Regions from separate parts of the Mus musculus genome. Here regions 2 and 3 are each linked to region 1. Evidence: chromatin contacts called from public HiChIP or PLAC-seq and promoter capture Hi-C data. All regions are on one chromosome and are shown on one strand. The core of a region is the stretch at or near the end of the contact, and the rest is flanking DNA. Distances in the headings are between cores, read along the strand shown. Region 1 holds the start of Prkch (protein kinase C, eta). Region 2 holds the start of Kcnh5 (potassium voltage-gated channel, subfamily H (eag-related), member 5). Region 3 overlaps Rhoj (ras homolog family member J).

Evidence for each region. Promoter capture Hi-C pulls out the DNA fragments that hold promoters and counts their contacts. HiChIP or PLAC-seq counts read pairs in DNA pulled down with a chosen protein or histone mark.
Region 2: a contact with region 1 is called in a promoter capture Hi-C map of hippocampal neurons, with 6 times the contacts expected there. The contact joins the promoter of Kcnh5 here to the promoter of Prkch in region 1. A contact is called at or near these places in 3 of 39 promoter capture datasets (the 3T3-L1 cell line, hippocampal neurons and liver) and 2 of 115 datasets of contacts at active chromatin or transcription factors (astrocytes and stem cell-derived neural progenitor cells).
Region 3: an H3K4me3 HiChIP or PLAC-seq map of embryonic limb bud shows a contact between it and region 1, with 9 times the contacts expected there. The contact joins the enhancer-like site here to the promoter of Prkch in region 1. A contact is called at or near these places in 4 of 39 promoter capture datasets (the 3T3-L1 cell line, hippocampal neurons and liver) and 3 of 115 datasets of contacts at active chromatin or transcription factors (embryonic forebrain, embryonic limb bud and stem cell-derived neural progenitor cells).

What each region holds. Positions count from the first base shown.
Region 1 is chr12:73,583,187-73,586,181 of GRCm38.p6, reverse strand. Prkch (protein kinase C, eta) reads right to left here and starts at 1,386. Exons shown (of 14, transcript NM_008856.4): 1 at 657-1,386. The coding sequence starts at 1,019. It overlaps LOC115488016 (collagen alpha-1(I) chain-like), which reads right to left and starts at 2,504. Exons shown (of 3, transcript XM_030247047.1): 1 at 2,415-2,504; 2 at 1,873-1,971; 3 at 1,047-1,752. The coding sequence starts at 2,504. The coding sequence ends at 1,087.
Region 2 is chr12:75,175,770-75,178,786 of GRCm38.p6, reverse strand. It overlaps Kcnh5 (potassium voltage-gated channel, subfamily H (eag-related), member 5), which reads left to right and starts at 1,455. Exons shown (of 11, transcript NM_172805.3): 1 at 1,455-2,331. The coding sequence starts at 2,259.
Region 3 is chr12:75,394,914-75,398,251 of GRCm38.p6, reverse strand. All of the region lies in intron 4 of Rhoj (ras homolog family member J), which reads right to left. Among named protein-coding and RNA genes, the nearest start is that of Gm34613, 20 kb to the left of the region's middle. Within about 2 kb of position 1,376, at least 30 of the 459 cell types and tissues checked have an H3K27ac peak or open chromatin away from gene starts, as enhancers often do. A contact at or near this core is called in embryonic limb bud and stem cell-derived neural progenitor cells, where this site is marked.

The sequences.
Region 1 (2,995 bases), core at 137-2,636:
ACCCAGGCTGACTGAACTTAAGAGCAAACAGAGAAGTTTTAAACCTCTCACCCCACCACTCCCGCCTCCACCCTCGCCCCCAATCCCCAAGGGAAAAGCTAAACAAAACTCTGCCAGGGTGCAAAGCCATGCACTCACTCTGATCCCTGCCAGTGTAGCTTTTGTACCTCTGGGATGTAATGGATGTGCATGCTGAAACACGTGTGCACGTCTGTGTGGCTGAACCAACATGCATCCATAAACACTATGAATAATACTCGCGAGAATGTATGGCTTTCTCCTAAGAAGTGTTTGAAGCACTTGATTCAAACCATATCCCTTTCATATCGCCCTTTCTCTGCTTTTCTTTATATGAGAGTTGTGATTCCCAAACCCCCTACCCCGGGAGGAGGGGGATGGAACTCTGTATCACTATTGGGCTTCCCCTAAGTGCAAAGTCCAGGTCCACAAAGAGGACGGATTCCCAGAGTCCCACCTGCGCCCGCATACACCCACGGCTGTCGCGTCAACAGTGCAGGCCACCTGGGAAAGGACCGAAGTCTAGAGGGAATTCCTTCCCCTGCAGGGCGATGAGGGAGCGGGACTCTGACGAGTTTCGAAAATTAAAAGGAGGGAAGGTCCAGCAGACATGGAGGAGTGAGGCGATCGCTACTTACCCAGCCCTCGAAGGTGTCCGAGGTACCAGCCGTGCGCAACAGCTCCTGGAACTGCAGCGTGCAGTTGGCCACAAAGTGGTCATAACCCAGGGGCGTCTCGTGGAAGACGGCTAGCTCCAGGTGGCCGCCGTCGGTGACATTGGCGCAGAACTCCTCGTTGTAGGTGGGTTTGTTGGTCTTCTGCTTTGTGCTGGTCTGGCCCACGCGTACCTGGTCTACGCTCACCGTCAGGTAGGGGTCCAGCAGCTGGTGGCCCTTTTTGAAGAGCGAGTGCCGCAGGGACCAGCGGGTGGGCTGCAGCCCTACAGCCTCTCCGATGCGGACCCTCAGATAGCCATTGAACTTCATCGTGCCGGACGACATGCCGGCGCTGCTGCCGGAGCCCCGAGGGGGCCGCGCTGGCTGGCACTGGGGAACCCGGAGCCCGGGCTCAGGGCAGTCCTCTCCGCTGCCACGGGCGTGGAGGCAGCTCTGGGAAGAAGCAGCGCCCGAGCCCCCTGCGACCGGCCATTCCGCCTCCTCGGAGGGATCTTCCCCTCCCCTCCTTCCCTCCCGCCCTTTCTCCTGAGGTGGAAAGGAGGGGAGCCGGGCTCCGAGCCCTCGGCGGGCTGCTGGGCTCCCGATCGTCCTTCTGGAGCGCGCGGGGCTCGCCCCTTCTCCGGGGCCGGCCAGATAGTCTCCCCGGAGAGCAGGAGCGACCCGTCCGGCTAGCTCCAGCTTTGGCGTCTCTGCCCCCGCCTCCGCCCGTTCCTCCTGCCCCCGCCTCCGCGGGCTCACGCTCTCCCCCACTCGGTGAGCTGAGAACCAGGAAGCAGCAGCAGCAGCAGCAACCGCAGCCGCATCCCGGCCAGAGCCGCGCGCCGCCGGGCTCCAAGTTCTCAGAAGCCCGGTGCGGGCTGCCACGCCTTCCGGACCCCGGGGGCGTGGCGCACCGCGGGCAGCACCGCCTTGAGGGGTGGGTGCCGGGGTTACGCGGTGAAGGGGGCCCGCACTCCCCACTCACCCCAGGGGCGGTTCCCGCCCTGAGTGCTCGCGGATCCCTGCTCCCGGTGGCCGGGTTGGCGGTGCGTTTCGGGCTGGAGGCTGCCCTAAGGGGCTGGACAAAAAGAAAGGATTCCAGGCCCACCGCCAGCAAACACCTGAGGCGTGGGAGACAGCCGGGGAGAGAATTGGCAGGACGGGTGGATGCGGAAAATCAGCAGCAGGGAGTTCCTACCTCCCACCCTAAGTAGTGGCCTGGAGACCCTGCCGGAGGGTGACAGAGCCCTAGCCAGAGGCGGGTGTTCTGTGGGGAAGGGGAGGTCCCTTTCCTAATCTTTACCGGAATGGGTCATCCCAGGTTCAGCTTAGACTCATCCTGTTTATGTGCCTTTTCGGCAGAGAGTAATTAGTTGTTTTGTTTGCGTATTTTTTTAATAGGGCAATGGTAATGATGGAAATCCTGTACTCCTTCCTGGGAGAGGTGTGTCACTGCACAAAGAGCAGGAAAGATTGGTTCTGCTGGAGACTGACAAGGCCAAGATGTAATAAGTCCCTTCCTCCGCAAGAGGCGGTTTGCTGGTCCACCTAGTCCTGCATTATAAGGGCAGCAAAGTGTTCACATGCGCCACCCTGACACACAGTGGCTTTCAGCTGCCTCTTCTAGGAACAAACACTCTAGGTTGTTATTGTCAGAGTGGGCAGACCCTAAGTTTACCCATCTCGTGACTTCTACAGGTTTTGTCTCCTAGGAACACCTTTTGGTCTAATCCATTCTACCATAAAGCTTGCTCCCTGAGGGCCAGCCGCAACCAATATGTCTCCTATAAAGTCCAGGCCATTCTTAAGACGCTTAAGGACGCTCACCATACTCGTTCTTACTGAACAGGCTGGTTGGTCGTCTGTCCCCTTTCTAGCACATGGTTTGGCTTGCTGAGAAGGTTCTGGGCAGTTTCTCATTAGGGAGTTGAGACCTCACCAGTAACAGCTTCACACTATAGGATGAGATGGAGAACAATGGGCTGGCCGGATGGGCCTCTCTTGGAAATACCAAGGCTTCCTGAAAGAGTGGGGCAAGGAAGTAGAGGGTCACTTCAGTTCAGGCAGAGCTCTCCAAAGTGTGCTAGCAACCCGTTTGTAGAGGTAGAGTCGGCTGGGTGAAAGCAACTCTGACTTCTTCCCTAAAGAGCTGGACCTGGCTCCTCCAGAGAGCTGCCGGTTCGCCTTAAGAACCACGAGGGCTCCAAACTTTGTCTCTGCAACTCCTTCCGTGGATATTTTATTCCCTATTCTAGGGAGGAATGAAGTATCCACGCGTTGGTCTTCCTTCTTGATTTTCTTGTGTTTTGGAAGTTGTATCT
Region 2 (3,017 bases), core at 206-2,705, 1.6 Mb before region 1:
TAGTGATGGGTCTGGTTGTGAAGTCCTTGTTATTCCTGTGGCCCAACCCGTTTTCATTTTCCCTCAGAAGGAATCTCCATGGAGCTAACTTTTGGCATGGCCACCTTTCAAATTTGTGCAGCTGCCCTGGCTCTGGGTGGGGAGCGGAAATTTTGGAGGAAAGAAAAATTACCGTAGGGTAAAACCTGGATCCTGGCTTTACATTTAACTCTCTGCCAGAGATAGATACATAGATAGGTAGGTAGGTAGGTAGGTAGGTAGGTAGGTAGGTAGGTAGATAGATAGATAGAGCGAGCAAGAGACAGACAGAGACAGAGACAGACAGAGAGACAGAGAGCTAGGGAGAGCACTTTAAAGGCCAGTGAATGGAGGAGTATTTCACTGTCACAGGCCCGTAGGTAGCAAGTAGATGCTGCTGCTCTTACTCTCAGGATGCCCTCTGTTTGACAGGCAATCATTTCCACAAAGATTACCTCGCCCTGGGTAGCTTGACCCCAGCAACCAAGATGTATCATTCAACTAACCTTTACCCTTTGCCCCCTGCCTCTCCCCCAACTCAGAGCCTTTTCTGTTCCCAGAGGGTTCTTGACTCCACAGGCCCAGGTGGAGTCTCCTAAAGGGAAGTTTAGGGTTGCCCTACGCTTGTGGCTTGGGTATCATATTTAGGCAGAGGGTTTATTACCAACAGATTGATAAACTCCATCCTCAGAGTTCTTAGCGCCCCTACTTAGGGATAAGGCCCCCAAATTTGCATGTCAAGACTTCTTAGGGGATGCTAATGCTGTAGCCTGGAGCAAAAACAGCGCCTTTCACAAAAGAAGGGGCTGCCAAGCTCTTTGGGCTCCCCCTTTCTTTTCATGTCTTCCGGTCCCTTTCTCACTTGTGGAAATTTCCCTTTCGTGTGGCTGCCCCCTGCTTTTAGACCGCTTTTTAACAGTCCCACTCCGGTCCAGGTCCTGAATGTAGAGGAGGGCGGCCTCTCCCCAGCCTTGCGCAGCTTTATTCTCTCAGCTTGTACCACTTTTCCACGCAAGCGCTGCCGGTTGCTCGCGCTCTTGTCTGAATTGTTGACTCTCTCTTTGGACTGCTAGCATCGAGCATTAAGTGAACTCTTATTTTTCTTTTTTCTTTTTTCCAAGTTTGGGTAGGGGGATCCGGTTTCCTGTTCTCCTGTACTTAGCAGCCCTGGGGTAGCTCTCCAGAGGCTGTGTCAGAGCCAACCTCCCTCCCCACCCCTCGCGCGCCAAATCCAGCCTGGGGCGCAGGGCCATTCCGGGTGCCAGCTCTGCTCTCATATTCCATCTGGCTTCTGCTCCAAATAGTGGGGTTTCTCAGGGTGTAGAAAGCTCCCGTGTGGAGGCTTCAGGCGCCAGAGCCCGGAGGGGGGCGGTAGCAGCGTCAGGTGGCTGCTCCGCGTCCCCGAGCGCCACCCAGTCACTTCCTACTCGGCGCACAGTCTGGGCTAGAGCAGGAGCCCTCTTGCATCTCAGCCCCAGGACCCGAGTCCTCCGGAGCTGCTGGGGTTTCGGACAGCGGCAGCAGGAGAAGCTGAGATGTGACCTGCTCTCCCCAGAGATTGCCATTTCCCTCTCTGGTGCCTGCCTCGCGAACAACAGCCCGCACCAGCCAGCGAGCACTTGTCTGGATCTTCCTGGAGAAAGGAGCAGCCACTAGGCGCTCGCAAAGCCTGGACAGAACTTTGGCTGCCCTGGGTAGCTGTGAAACAGCTGAGTGAGAAGGGTGGGCTAGGAGACCAAGGGAGCAGAGAGCTAAGGAATGGGGTCTTAGCCTGGGCTAGGGGTGGGGAGAGGGAAGTCGAGTTGCTCCTCGCTCTCTCCCAGAGCCCGGGCGCGGGGCAGAGGGAGAAATGCTGAGCCCGCGTCCGGGCTCCTGCCTCCCCGGCAGCATCTTCAGCAGCAGCCTCAGCATCAGCACCGGCGGGACAGCGACAGCGGGGGCGGCGCAGGCGCACTGTGCCCGGCGGAGCCTGCAGTTCCCCAGCCCCGTGTGCGGCACCGCCACAGTCTGGGCAGCGGCGGCCGGGGGAGCGCTACTACCATGAACTGCTTGGTCCTCCTTCCCAGAGCTGCTCATCCGGGTCGGGCTGGAGACACACTCAGGGGACCCCGCCGCCGCCGCCGCGCCCCCTTTTCTTTCAGCACCATCTCCACTACCTTTTCCTCCTCTTCTTCCACCTTTTCTTCCTGCTTCCCCCCCTCCCCCGCCGCGGATCCTGGCCGCTGCTTTCCAGACCCAGGATGCCGGGGGGCAAGAGAGGGCTGGTGGCTCCGCAGAACACATTTTTGGAGAACATCGTCAGGCGCTCCAGTGGTAAGGAGAGTTGCAGTTCAGAACATTCCCTACCTTCATCCCGCCCACGGCGCCCCCGTCCTGCCCATCCCATCCCTCTTCTAAGGGGGGAGGGGGTGTAGGCAGTGGTACCTGGTGGCTTAGGGTGGGTGGGGGCCGGGAAGGAGGTGGTGGAGGGACTTAAGTTGCATCTGTTTCCTAAGAGAGATGTACCCCCTCCCACCTGTCCAGACCTTAGAGTAGGAGCTAGGAAAGGGGGTGGGTAGAGCGGAGGTCCATCAAAATAGCTTTGAATTTCACTTTGATGATGAATCGCTCCTTGTCCCATCGCTCCCCAAACAAGCTGCAAGCGCTGACCAAATTCTTAGAGCCAGTTTTTGGAGGAAGCTTTCCTTTTAAGTTGGGAATGACTGGGAAAGTGGCCACTTCATCAAATTTAAGTCACTAGGATGGCTTTTGGACCCACTGTGCACAACTGAAAGTACCCTGCCTTAGGGCGAGTAGTCGGAATTGAATCCTAAACAGTCAGTGCTTGGAAAATGGGAAGGCAGTTACTCGGATCAAATTTGGTTTAAAGTTTCACGTTTTATTTGTTTTCTTCATTGCGTGTTAGTTTATAGGTTATATCTTGCCTATCGCACTTGACCAGAAGAAGGGTAAAAACAAAGCCATAGTTTCTGTACTTTCAATGCACTTGAAAAAAGATT
Region 3 (3,338 bases), core at 127-2,626, 1.8 Mb before region 1:
CATGCAGCTTTGATTGCACTGGTTGGCTAGTGAGCTCTTGGGATCTGCCTGTCTCGACTCTGATGCTAGGGTTACTGGCTTCTTTGTGGGTGCTGAGGATTTGAACCCAGGACCTTATGTTTGTAGAACAGGTACTCTTACATGACAAGCCCTCTTCCCATCCCTTGAGGTGCATTGTTTTTCTTATTCTATGACCTTTATACCCAGCCCAGCAACAAGTTGGCTGAGCTAACAGTCCCCGAAATGGGATTGTTGAAAGGCCACATATATAAAGACTCAGTATCGAATGAAATTGTTTTGATCACATCCTGAAATTTATTTCAAAATTCTTCCTACAGACAGCAAGTCCTTTTTTGGTAAGTGTTCTTTTCTGACAAGAATGGCTATTTTATAAGTCAATGGGAAATATCAAAGGCCAGGAATTGAAGCCATCCGTGCATGATGAAAATCTACTTTATGGACTTTGTTTTGACAATGGTTTGGCCTTTAGATTTGGAGAAAACGTCAAAAACTTATTAAAAACAGGATATGAGAGAGAAGAAAAGGGGGGTGGGGAATTTTTTTTCCCTAACAATGACATGAGATGTCACCTGCTGCCTTTGGAAGTTGACACGCACACATATAAAAAGCACAGCAAGTAAATGAATGTGCTTGCTTGTAATGCTTGCTTGTAGTGTGATGGCTCTGTCCGTTATGCAGAGTGGGGGAGAAAGCCTTAGAAAGTGCGGTAGGCTATTGCCTTTGGACAAACTTCTCACGAATAATTCCAAAGCTCCAGATGGATTCTGAAAATTCCAGGAGTTTGGCTGACTCCTGTTCATTCACTCTGGGACCCTGAGAGATGAGTGGGGACTTGCTGCCTCCCTCCCCACAGTGCTGCCAACCCACAGTGCTTTAGCATATTAGCCTGTCAGCCTGCCAGCCCGGGCCTCTGAATGAGGCAGGAGGAGCCCAAACTTGTCTCTTCCAATTCTGACAAGGGGAAAGATAACGAGACAGTCCATAAAGGCATTGTTGTGTGAGGAGGTTAACATAACATTTGGGTGTGCTGATCGTTCCAGGAAAAGTAGCCAACGGATCTTGGGTGTGATTTGGGATGTTCCGTGTGAGAGACACACAGAGCCCAGTTCTGAGGCGATTGTTTTGTCAAGCTCTACGTGCTCAGGGGGTCAGAGAGGAGAGTTTGTCCTGGTTCAGGGAAAGGGCACAGTCATGTTAAAAAGAATGCTCAAAAAAAATTCATTAGGGTCACCAAAGATTGAAAAGGAAAATTATGTCAAGGAAACACAGCCTTTATTGTTTACAGTGGTGCCCTTCCCGGGTCCTCGGAGTCAAATGACTTACTCAGCTAAGTATTTAGGACCCATCTGCAAAAGCTCAGAGACTCCTCAGTTAGGCACACATGTGTGCAATCTGCAGCAGGCTTGACCAAACTGACACCTTTCAAGGAAGTAAGACAAAACAAAGGAGAGATTGAGGCTGCAGACAGAACACCTTTCTGTTAGTTTCTTACAACACTTAGGGTGCATTGTTCCCAGGACTGGGAGATATGCCACAGCGGTACACAGCATACAAAATCTGATGGGAAGAAATGAAAACAAGCCAACTTGTAACAGGCCAAATCAAGAGAAACAGCAAGCTAATACTTTCCTCTTCCTTTGACTGGGGTGGGGTGCACTGAAGAAGCACAGTAGTATCTAGAAGGGTTGGGGACTGGAGCCAGGCTGGCCGCACTCTTGCCTGCAACGGACAAAGCCTAGACTTTGAGTCTCAGCTCTGTATAAAATCAGATGTGCTGATACCAGCAAGAGGTAGAGGCAAAAGGATCAAGGTTATCCTTAGACATATGTAGAGTTCAAGGCCAGCTTGGGCTACATGAGAATGTTCTGAAAACCCAAACAAACAAACAAACAAAAAAACAAAACAGTGGCTAGAAGGAACAGAGGCAAATGTCTTCCCAGCTGCAGGCAAGCCTGAGGGCAAACAGGCCAACAGGGATAGCCTGCAGAGCCGGAACTTTTGGTATGTTAGTTCATGGTGGTGCCACAGGAATCCAAGGAAGTAAGACTTGTGCCAACAGGCCCAAAGAACTTGGGGAGACAAGGTGCATCCATCTCTCAAACCAGGGGAGGGAACCACTCTGCTCTACTGTTCCTAGAAGTCTTTGCAAAAGGAGTCCCAGACTGAAGAATTTGTTTGCAGACTCTAGGAAGGAGGCAGAGAACACTGTGGCCAGAGCATCAACTCAGACCCTCTCTCTGCCACTCACCTCTCTAAACCTCATTTCTGTCTAGGAGAGTTTGAACAATTATGCACACACTGCAGAAGGTGCTTCAAGGATTAACTATGGGGAAGCCTGTGCCACGCCCAGGACCAGAGCATCACTACATAGATGCTAGCTATTATAATGAAGTATCTGACAGAGGAGCCAAAGACTGAGAACCTAAAAACGTCTCTGTAATTACGTGAGTCGTCACAAAACCAGTTAAAAAAACAAAACAAAACAATCTCACTTGGTCTTCTCAATTGGCTTTCATATGCTCAACATGATTGTAAACCAGAGAGCAGTTGCTAGGAGAGGCTGTCAAAAGGTAATCAAGCGATGAGCCCTGCCACTGTTCTTAAAATAAAGCTGAAATGAAACCGGAGGCTTTTGGGGTGACTCATTATCACAGGGGAAACAAAACAAAACAGAAACAAACAAACAAGCAAACAAACAACCGAAAAGCAGCTTTCCAAGCTCGGAGCGAGGCTAGGAAGTCATCAGATGAAGGCAGGGGCAGTCCCAGAGGCAAGGAAGGAACACAGAGAGCAGGCTACTCCAGAAACAGTGGGCTCTTCTGCCAGGAGCCACATACAGTTACACACACTAACATGTACGTTAGTGAGAGCATCTGAGGTTGGACGTTGGAGGAGAAGCCGAAGATCCACTCATTTTCCCAGGGGCCACACACATGGCTGGAGAAGACAGCGAGGATGAGGTCTGGGTGCCCAGGTGCTGGCGCTCAAACAGCTGGATTCAACTGTGTTTGTGATTCAGGTGCTCATCTCCCAGGGGGCATCTCCTCATCTCTAAGAAGCTTAGGGTGCCAACGTCTCCCTAGATGACTTACAGGACTGTGTCAGAAGTAGGAAGGGTCAAACATTTGCGTGGTGTCCTTATGCATTGTACCCATAAAACCCCACAGCCAATCCACTTCCAGAGAAGGTGTCATATGCCATTTGGGACCTTTAAACAAGTTTTAATAAGAGAAATCCGATTATCTACCTATCCACCCACCCATCTCTCTCTCTCTCTCTCTAAAGAGTAATATGTAGTTAATGTTACTCTTGACTAG